Regions from separate parts of the Sus scrofa genome. Here all the other regions are linked to region 2. Evidence: chromatin contacts called from public Hi-C and HiChIP or PLAC-seq data. All regions are on one chromosome and are shown on one strand. Each heading gives the region's core, a stretch centred on a gene start, on an enhancer-like site or on the middle of the called end of the contact. The rest is flanking DNA. Distances are from core to core; before and after follow the strand shown.

Region 1 (2,977 bases), core at 343-2,842, 240 kb after region 2:
CGGGACATCCCTGGCCACCGATTGGCCCTTAACTGGGGACAGGCGACAGTTTAGGCAAGCCTTTCTGGAGGGGGAGGGGGCGCAGCCTGGCTCGTCAAAACAAGCCCTCCCCCATCTCCACCCACCCACGCAACCCCGCAGCTCTCCATCCAAAACAAAAGCTGGCTCCTCTGCGCACCGCTAAGGACGCCGAGGATGGGGGTGGAGGTGGATGCCCCCAGACATCCCTCTAACATAGAACCCTGGGGATGCGAGGAAAGGAAGGGAAACCCCACTTGCATCCCTGAGACACGGGAGCACTGCTGCGGTGAAGGGCGCGCTACAAAAGCCGTGGGGCAGGACCAGATGCCAGGATGGTGGGGCAGGGGGCTAGCCCTCGGCATAGGCCACAGCTTACCTGCGGTCAGGTGCTCGTAGGGCTGCTCGCCCGCCTCCCCCTGAGGGTTGAAGGCGCTGCTGCTGCTGCTGTTGCTGCTGCCCCCTCCACCTCCACCGCCCCCGCTGCTGCTGCTGCTGTTGCTGTTACCGCCGCTGCCCTCGGGGGCTCCGGCGGCACCGAGGAACTGGGGAGCCCCATTGCTCAGCAGCATCATCTCCTCCAGCTTAGGGTAGTTGTCCATGGTGGGCGAATGTGGAAAGGAGCCGAAGGGGTCGGAGATCTGCAGTGGGGACATCAGCTGCATCTCGGCCTTGGCTGCCGCCATCCCGAACCGGCGGGCTGGAGAGCTGGTGTTGGGGCGGGTGGGCGCAGCCTGGGGCTGGAGCTGCGGGGGACACCTCTCGGGGGCCTGGCCAGGTCACATGCGGGGCGCGGTGCACACTGTGGAAAGCGCAGGTGGGGTCTGCAGGCTCGCCCTCGCCGCCGGCCGGTGTAGCCGCGGCGCTGCTACCGAGGCTGGGGTAGGGGCCGGTCTTTCGGCGGTGGCGGCAGCTGTCGGCGGCGGCGGCGGCGGCAGCTGTCGGCGGCGGCGGCGGCGGCTCCCCAAGTTCTGCGCGCTGGGATCTCTCGCGACTCCCCGGATCCGCCTCTATTTGAAGGGTCTGGAACGGCACGGACCCGCCTCCGTCGTGACGTACATGGCCATATATGGGAAGCAGGAAGCCCTAATATGGCAAGACCGGCCGGGAGGACCCGGAGTGACGCGAAGGCCCCTCTCCGAGAGCCGTGGGCACCGCCATCCCGCACCTCGGGCCTCATGCCGGCTCCCGCACCCGAGGTGCCACGGCTTCGAGGAAGCTTAGCACCCAAGCCGCAGCTGAGAACTCCCGGACTCAAGCTGCTCCGAAACTCCCCGGCCTTGCCCCCGCCCCTTCCCTCCGCCTTCTTCCCTCCTCCCGGAGCCGGAAGCAGCCAGGCCATATCGGGGCGCTCCAAATAAGGCGCTGCCCAAATAAGGGTGGTTCCGGCGGGGGATCCTTCCTGCTCCTTATATGGCGTTTCCGGGTCGCTGCTTGCTGTTCCCTGGCGCCCTCCCTCCTCCCTGGTTCCAAGCCGGGAGCCCAACTCGCGCAAGAGCCGGGGACACCCAGGCTGGGGGGGTTCGGGGAGCGGAGCGCTAGGCGCACCGCGGCTCCTCGGCGAGGACTGGGCTGGGAAAGCCCGGGCCCGGGGCGGGGGCGAAGGCGAGTCGGACTGGGGTTCTCGTGCCGTCATCCAGGGCTCACCCGCCCACCTCTGGGACCGTGGGAGCCGGGCGGGAGAGAAGGGGAGGAGCGGCTGTGCTGGCCGGGGCAGAGGCCGCCCAGGAAAGGCGGGGCCCTGACCCCCAGCCTCGGCCAATGGCACGGCGCCTTTCCAGGTGTCGCTGGGGAAGTTGAGGCTAGGAAATAACAGCAGATGGTTCCTGGGTTCCTGGGCAGTAAGGTGCGGTGCGGCGGCCACCTGCTTCTCCTCCATCTGCCAATGGGCTGGGGCTGTTGGGGCCTGGGGATCCCTCTGCGCCATCAGAACCGAAAGACTGTTTCTCGTCCCTGCTGGGGAAAAGCCCACGTTTGGGTGGCTGGACGAAGGAAACTGGTTACCCCTGGAGAGACCTGAGTCCTGTTCACACCAGGAGCTAGTGGTCCTTGTGATAATGGGAGACTTTCCCACCTTTATCCGGAACAGGTGGAGGAGGGGCGGGCGGTGTGGGAATCTGAAAAGGAGGCTTTTCTATGGGCTCTCTGGGGACCCCAAACTAGCCCGAAGAGAGGACTTCCTTAGCGGCTTGGTGCTGCCCTCTGGAGGTCCCCTCTCCGGCTCGGTTCCCCCGGCCCCTGACCGTGTGGGCTCTTCCGCCGCCTTTTTGCTCCCCCTCCCGGCTCCTGTGCTGGGCGCCGCGCCAGGCCGGGGGAGCCTTAGACGCAGTGAACGCGAACTGAGCAGGCGCCGAAGCCCGGGCTCCCCCTGCAGTCCCCGGGGAGCCGCCACCTCCAAGGCGGGATAACACTCCCCTTTCCGAGCCAGGCCAAGGTGGGGGTGGACGGGAGGAGGCTGGAATGGTTCCCGGAGGTCTCCCGGGACCATGCAAACACCAACGGAGAAGCCCTCCCCATTCCGTCCTCACCCGACTCCCCACCGTCAAGCGCACACCCCACACAGAACAGGGATTCCGGTAGGCTCCTGCTCTAGCTCTGAATCCAGGGGAGGTGGTGTTTTTCTGAATTTAAAAAGAAAGCAGAGAGTCTGTGTGTGGAAGGAAGGTGCTGACGACACTGGGAGAGAAGAGAGTGAGCTAGGGTCTCCTTGAACCGAAACAGCTTCCGGAGGTAGGGGTCGAAGAGCAGGGGTGGGGGACACTCCCACCGCTTAAGGAGTGGTCCATTAGGGGCAGGGGCAGGAGTGATGAATCTCTCTGAGGCCTCCTGCTGGGCAGCAAGGCCGGGCGGGTCAGAGTCAGGTGTCGTGTCTAAATGCCCATTTTGCTACTCCCTGGTGGGTTACCTTGGCCAAGCTTTTTGACTCTCTCTTCAATTGTAAAATAGAGCTAATGCTAAT
Region 2 (3,180 bases), core at 444-2,943:
CCGACAAAACCCCACTGCTGCTCTAACCAGTTCAAATGCCCGTCCCCTCCTGGAAGCCCTCTGGTCTTATCCAAACAAAACTTACTAGATCCCCCTGCACAATTCCACGAGTTTCTCTTATCATTATTATTACGTAAGGTGTGACCCACGCACAAGTTTTTGGTCATTACTGTTGTGGTTCATATCGCCATCGGCCTTGCACTACACCCAAGCTGTGTGTCCCTTCCCTATTACACGGTGGGTTCTTGGGGCAGAGACTATTTCTTAATCAACTGTGGGCCCTTAAGAAAGTGGATAAAAATGATTTTTGTAATTTGATAAAAGTCAGAAAGAGTAAATCACTGGACAAAAGCTATGGATTAAAGTACCACATCCTCACTAAGGTGATTTACAAATCCACACTTTCCTAAAGTGACACACACCTATACAATCTTCAAAAATCACTGCTAAACATACGATCCTCCCATGGAAATGCCTATCCTGTTGCAACAATACAGTGATGTAATCACTTCCTTCAACACACATAAGAAACGCCTTAATAATCTAGAGAGTGAACATACCTTACTCTTTTCTAGATTATTGTAAATTCTGTACAAAGCAAACACCAAAAAATGTTGCAAAGACGCAGAGGGACATAATAGGGTTTCAGTCCTGGATTGGAGCCAACTGCCGCCTGCATTATTGGGAAGCCATTCCTGCCACACCAAGGTTAGTAGGCATTCAGACAACATTTTTTCCAACAAGTGTTTCTCCCTCTCTCTCTCTCCCTTTCTCTCTCTCTCTCCCTCTCCCACACAAACACACCCCTTTAGAAATCAACAAAAAAAAGATTCCAACGTCCCTCGTGCAAACCAGAACTAATTAGAGTTCAGGGCGTCCAATTACACAGCACAGAAGTCCGAGGAATTTCACAACAAAGGTTCACATGTACACGCCAAAAGTCCACACGGGTGTGGCGCCCCTTCCCAGCCAGACTGTGTCCGAGAAAGGGACACGCAAACTCGCACATGCGCTCGGGCCGGGAACGCGAGGGTGCGGGCCCAGCAGCCGCCCCGTCCACCTGACCGGCAAGTTTCGGTGGCGGGGGGAGGGGTGCGATGCCAGAAACCACAGACCTCACTCGCTTCCCCGGAAAACGCAACGCCGCCGCCCGCCCGCCCGCGGAACCACGCACGGACTCTTGCCCTCGAGGAAGGCGGCCGAGCGGGCTCAGCGCGGGCCTGGCGCGCGCACCGAGGCTACTCGAACAAAGTTTCCAAGCCCGGAGAAACTTTCCCGAGAGCAGGCGCCGCGGCGGCGCGGGGCCTGCCGCTCGCGCTGCTCCGGCCGCCGCGGGCCCTCAACTTCCCGAGCGCCAGTAAGCGCCGGCCCCGCCCGCTCCACCAGGGCCCAGGCCCGGGGCCCCGCGGCGAGAGCGGGCCGGAGGCCGCAGCGGCGCCCACCCGGAGCCCGAGGCCAGGCGGGGTCGCAAAGGGGACCGCCCGGGCCGCCCGCCCGAGGAGCCCCCTGCCCAGCGAGGGGCGCCCACACCCGCGCGAAGGCAATTACCTGCGGCGAGCGAGGCGAGGCAGGAAGATTCCCGAGGCCCGAAGCCAACGGCCGCCGCTTTGTCTGCCCCTGTCCGGCTCCAGGGAGGAAATGGGCCGCCCGGCGCCCCCGCCCCGCGTCCCGGGCCCCGCCCGCCCTTCCCGGCACCTCCCTCCGGCGCGCTCTTCCCGGCGCCTCCCGCTGCCACCCCGCTGGCCAGGGTGGCCCCTGACCCGGAGCGCCTGGTCCGCCAGGCCCGGACCCCCCAGAGGCCCTCTTGCTCTCTGCCCCTGACCCTCGAGGTTCTTCTTGCCAAGCCCCTAGTGGGCACTCTGGCCGGGAGAGACCCCCACCCCCGAGCGGAGGGAGGAGCGCGGGTGCCTGGAACAGCCCGCCAGCTGGGGAGGGCAGGTGAGTCAGCGCGCGGCGCACAGGTGAGTCTCCGGGCACCGCCCGCTCTGGCCCCACCTCCCGCTGATGCCCCTGGGACCCGGCGGCCCGGCGGCGCAGACTTCCGAGTGCCACAGGTGTTCCCGGGGCACAGGCTTCCAGAAAAGAGCTCCAGGCCCATTCCCTGGCTTTACGGAAGGAAAAACTGAAGCCTCACACCTTGAGGCAGAGTGCAACTCGAATCCAATTCCAGGGACCTCATAATGTGCGATGGGAAAGCCTCCTAGCAATCACCCAACTCAGCCGGTCGCTTGACAGATGGGTAAACCCAACAGCCTTCCTGATGGAGAACAAGAGGCTTGTGACAGGAGCATCACCTCCTGAGATTGTCCCCCTCCCCACACACGCACATTTGAAGGACCTGGCTTCTATCCCTATCCCTCTGGCCATTTAGGGAATTTCATTCCCACTCTTCCTTCCTTATCTTTCTACTGAACGCTCCCCCCAAAAACCACAAAACAAAACCAAAAATACTACACTCTCAGTCTGGTATGACTTCCTTCTCCATCATGGGATGACGAACGAGTTGATTTCTGCACTGGTCTATTAAGTCCAAAATTATGCATGACAGCAGTATCCACTGTTCGTTTTGGGCTGAGCTCTGAACAGGGTGCTAGGGAGACCTGCCCTCAGCATGTTTACCTTTTTCTACTCAAATCTCCCTTTCCCAGGAAATGCAAACTCCTGGAGGGCAGCAGCTGTATCTCCTACAGCACCCAGCACAAGGCTCATCCCCTAGGCGGGGCCCAGTTACTCTCTGTAGGTGCAAGTGCCCACTGTAACCTTAATGAGGCCATTCTTGTCCAGCCACAGTCCATGCTGTTTCCATCTTCAGAGCTTTTGCTCCTGTGGTCTCCCCTACATGGAGTGGCTGTGGCTTCCTCCAGCTACACTTAGCTACCTTAGAACATAGTATTCAATCAATAAATACTTGTTTGAACTAACAAAAGACATAGTTAAAGGATTATGCTCCATAATTTTGTATACTCATCTCTTCACTCAAGTACCAGCTACTCAATTTATGATGCCCCTTGTTGAAAAATTACTAACAGGTTTTCAGTTTTTTGTTTTTTTTTTTTTTTTTTTCATTTGATGCCCACACTCACAGCTTGTCAAATCTCCCAGGCCAAGAATGCAGCCTGAGTCACAGCTGTGACCTATACCGAAGCTGTGGCAACACAGGATCCTTGAACACACTGCACC
Region 3 (3,341 bases), core at 217-2,716, 150 kb after region 2:
GACGTACTTATTGAATCAACAAATTAATTCTTTTTCTTAAAAATCTGAAGGAGTTCCCATCATGGCTTAGAGGAAATGAATCCAATTAGTATCCATGAGGATGCAGGTTTGATCCCTGGCCTCACTTAGTAGGTTAAGGATCCAGCATTGCCATGAGCTGTGGTGTGGGTCGCAGACGCACCTCGGAGCCTACCTGTGGCCATGGTGCAGGCCGGCAGCTACAGCTCAGATCTGACCCCTAGCCTGGGAACTTCCATATGCCACAAGTGCAGCCCTTAAAAAAGAAAAAAAAAAAAATTGAAAATTATCACAGTAGATTGGTCATTGACATCTTGTTACAGGACCACACCTTCTTTCAGGAGCAACATAGTTTAGATATTGGCTTGAGGAGCTGTTACTGGACACAAGTTCATGTCTCTGAGGCACAGTGAGTCCAAAACAAACCAAAAGGTCAGAGCCGCTTCAGTGACAAGACCAGATCCTTAATTGCTAGGCCACCAGAGAACTCCGGGGCAGAAGTTTTTAATAGGCAAAATTTACAGTGCTTTTAGAATCTTCTGCTCAGCCTGAAGTTAACATCCTCCACCTGGAGTGTAGCGGGGAGGGGGCTTAGTTCCTAAAGAATTCAAGGATACTTTTACACAGGTAATTTGGGAAAGCAGGAACCTGCCCTAAGGCTGCACTACTGTTTCTCTCTCTGCCCCATCTACGTGCCTGGGCTTGAACCCTAGCCACAGCAGTGACAACCCCTAGCCCTAAACCTCTAGGCCACCAGGAAATACCCAATTGTTTGACTGCTCCTCCCATGTTTCTGCATCCCCTCCCTTCCCTGATTATCAACAGTGGCTTAAATTTGCCCTTTGGAACCCAGGAGACTGAATGAAGCCTATTTCCTACAAACAAGAAAGAGTTTTCTGCCCATGAGGGCCCTGCTCCATTTCAGCGCCTCAGCGGTGCCCAGCAAAGCCGGGTGGGTAAGACTCCGAGTTTAGGAATTTTTTCTCTCTCAGTGGTCTACACAATAATTCGGCTAATGCGTCCCAAACCTCTGTGAATGAAAGAATGATTTAGTAGTTCAAAACCCATGGTCCCTGCGGTAAAACACTGCAAGAATTTATCTAAGAACTCAATATGCAGGTGTATTTCAAGTTACTGGAATAATAACCGGCAGCCAAAAGATGGACAAAGAATAAAGTTGGGCAACAAAGGTTTTAAGCCCAAGGGTTACACTGAACGCCTGGGACAAAATGGCGCTGTCCCTGAGGCGAAAAACGTCAACTCGAGCGGGGCGTTTGTACTGGCCAGCTTCCCGGTGCAACGCTACCGCCAAACTCACGTGAGCTGGAGCATCCTATGAATGCTGAAGTCAGACTCCACCCCCGTTTTCCGCCACTCCCTCCGCACATGCGCTCCAGGCCCTTAGAGGGCAGCCAGTTGCGCAGGCGCAACAGACCCCTCCTCTCACGCAACTGACGCAAGGAGACTGTAATCTGTTCCTAATCTATCCCGTGTGACCTTGAGTCTTTCCTGCCACCGAGGACCGGGGTTGTCCAACGATCTGCCTTTTCCTTCTCTTAGCCTCCTTGTCTCTCGCTGATCCCAGATCTACCGCAGCCGGCACGGAAGGACACAGCTTCCCTAACTATCATGCTACGAAGCGTTTTAGCCATAGGCCCTGATTCCGGAAGCGGCGTTCAGGTATTCTCCGATCAGGCAGCGCAGGAGACGCCTCAGCGGAAGAGCGGGCTTTCGGGGGGCAGTGATCAACCCCCGCCCCCCACCCCACGTGGTTGGAGGTTTCCAGAAGCGCTGCACCCCCGCGCCGCGCAGCTCTCATCCTTCCGAGCGCGTAGTTTGCAGTTTGTTCTTCCTACCATTTAGCAGCATGATAAGTGCCAGCCGAGCCGCAACAGCCCGTCTTGTTGGTGCTGCAGCCTCCCGGGGCCCCACTGCCGCTCGCCACCAGGTATGGAACTGCCGGGCCTTCCCCGTCGGGCTCACGGCCTGGGGACTCAGTGAGGCATGGCGCGGCCTCCGGGGTCAGAATCCTCCGGGAAAGATGAGGAGAGACTACAAATAACGGGCCTTTTTCGGTAGTCAGGGCTGCGCGTTCAAAGCTTATTTCAGGATTTTGCCTTCCTGTCTCAGGTCCTGCTGAGTCACACCTCTTTTTTTTTTTTTAATTCCACGGAATAAAGAATTGTGGCCTTTTTAACTTTTGAGATGGATTAGACAGTTTTGGTGTTGAGGTTGAGGGACGTAGTTTATTGGGACGGAATCGTTATTTTGGCTTTGGTTTCCATCTATAAGTAGAAAGATAATTGTTCTCTGTAAGATACAGACCGTTCAAGGACTTCTCTCCTATGACGTAACGAAGAAAGAAAAAGTCCTTAAGCGGTAAATTAAAAATCAGTCTCATTTATTTTTGCTTAGAGACATTTGGTTAGTTAATTTCTCAGAACCCTTACCGTAGGACTGTTTTCCATTATTTCGGAAGAAAAGCTCAAATCAGGATAAGGCTATGGAGTGATTGTTTATTATCGTGTAAGACCAAAAATAGACGTTTTAGTGGAACAAGAATTGTCTGTTTTCACTTAGGTTGGGTAAAGGTGGTCCTGATTTGGGGCCTGGCAGATTTTTTTTTTCCCCTTAAACTGAGGGCAAGATTATTAATTCACGTTGCCTTAAACTAGTTGCTTGGAACTCAGGGGAAATGTCGGAGTAAGTTAAATACATATCTGCAACACACACTTAAGTGAGACTTGGGGAAAACACTGCTTCTAAAATTGAGTAATATTGAGTAGTATTTTGTACTGCGTTTTTGCTTTCCCACGGGATATTTGGTAATGTTTGGTGATAATTTTGGTTGTCACAACTTGAGTAGCCATGATGCTACTAAACTGTAGTTGTAAAGGCCCTGGATGCTGCTAGACATCCTATAGTACACAGAACATTCCAGATCCCAATAAAGATTTTGTTCAAAATCAGTAATGCCAAGATTGAGGGAGTCTTTGGTAATGTAACTCAAGACTTTATGTCTTTTTATTTTATATCTGACTTACTTGGTAAATTTATCCTTTACTGAACTTGTTTTAATGTCTCATACATGAAATACTTTATCATTTCAGTATACCTTATACATGGTAGCCACTCAGTTAACAGAATGAAAGATTCAAGCTTTCATGTGTTTTTTAGAGAAATAATTAAAAATAGGTCTAAATTTTCATATGTAGTTGATGGCTCACACTTTTTTCTTTCTTTCTTTTTTTTTTTTTTTTTAAGGATGGCTGGAATGGCCTTAGTCATGAGGCTTTTAGAATTGTTTCAAGGCGGGACTATGC

What was found. A called contact is a pair of places that touch in the nucleus more often than the background predicts. HiChIP or PLAC-seq counts read pairs in DNA pulled down with a chosen protein or histone mark.
Region 1: a Hi-C map of liver shows a contact between it and region 2, with 3 times the contacts expected there. The contact joins the promoter of EGR1 here to the promoter of CTNNA1 in region 2. A contact is called at or near these places in 2 of 47 Hi-C or Micro-C datasets (heart right ventricle and liver).
Region 3: a contact with region 2 is called in an H3K27ac HiChIP or PLAC-seq map of alveolar macrophages. The contact joins the promoter of HSPA9 here to the promoter of CTNNA1 in region 2. A contact is called at or near these places in 3 of 47 Hi-C or Micro-C datasets (embryonic fibroblasts, heart right ventricle and skeletal muscle) and 1 of 2 datasets of contacts at active chromatin or transcription factors (alveolar macrophages).

What each region holds. Positions count from the first base shown.
Region 1 is chr2:140,439,444-140,442,420 of Sscrofa11.1, reverse strand. It overlaps EGR1 (early growth response protein 1), which reads right to left and starts at 1,592. Exons shown (of 2, transcript XM_003123974.6): 1 at 398-1,592. The coding sequence starts at 704.
Region 2 is chr2:140,681,289-140,684,468 of Sscrofa11.1, reverse strand. It overlaps CTNNA1 (catenin alpha-1), which reads right to left and starts at 1,693. Exons shown (of 18, transcript XM_003123988.6): 1 at 1,549-1,693.
Region 3 is chr2:140,530,289-140,533,629 of Sscrofa11.1, reverse strand. HSPA9 (stress-70 protein, mitochondrial) reads left to right here and starts at 1,466. Exons shown (of 17, transcript XM_005661695.3): 1 at 1,466-1,966; 2 at 3,283-3,341. The coding sequence starts at 1,886. It overlaps LOC110259501 (a long non-coding RNA gene), which reads right to left and starts at 1,459. Exons shown (of 3, transcript XR_002341934.1): 1 at 1,337-1,459.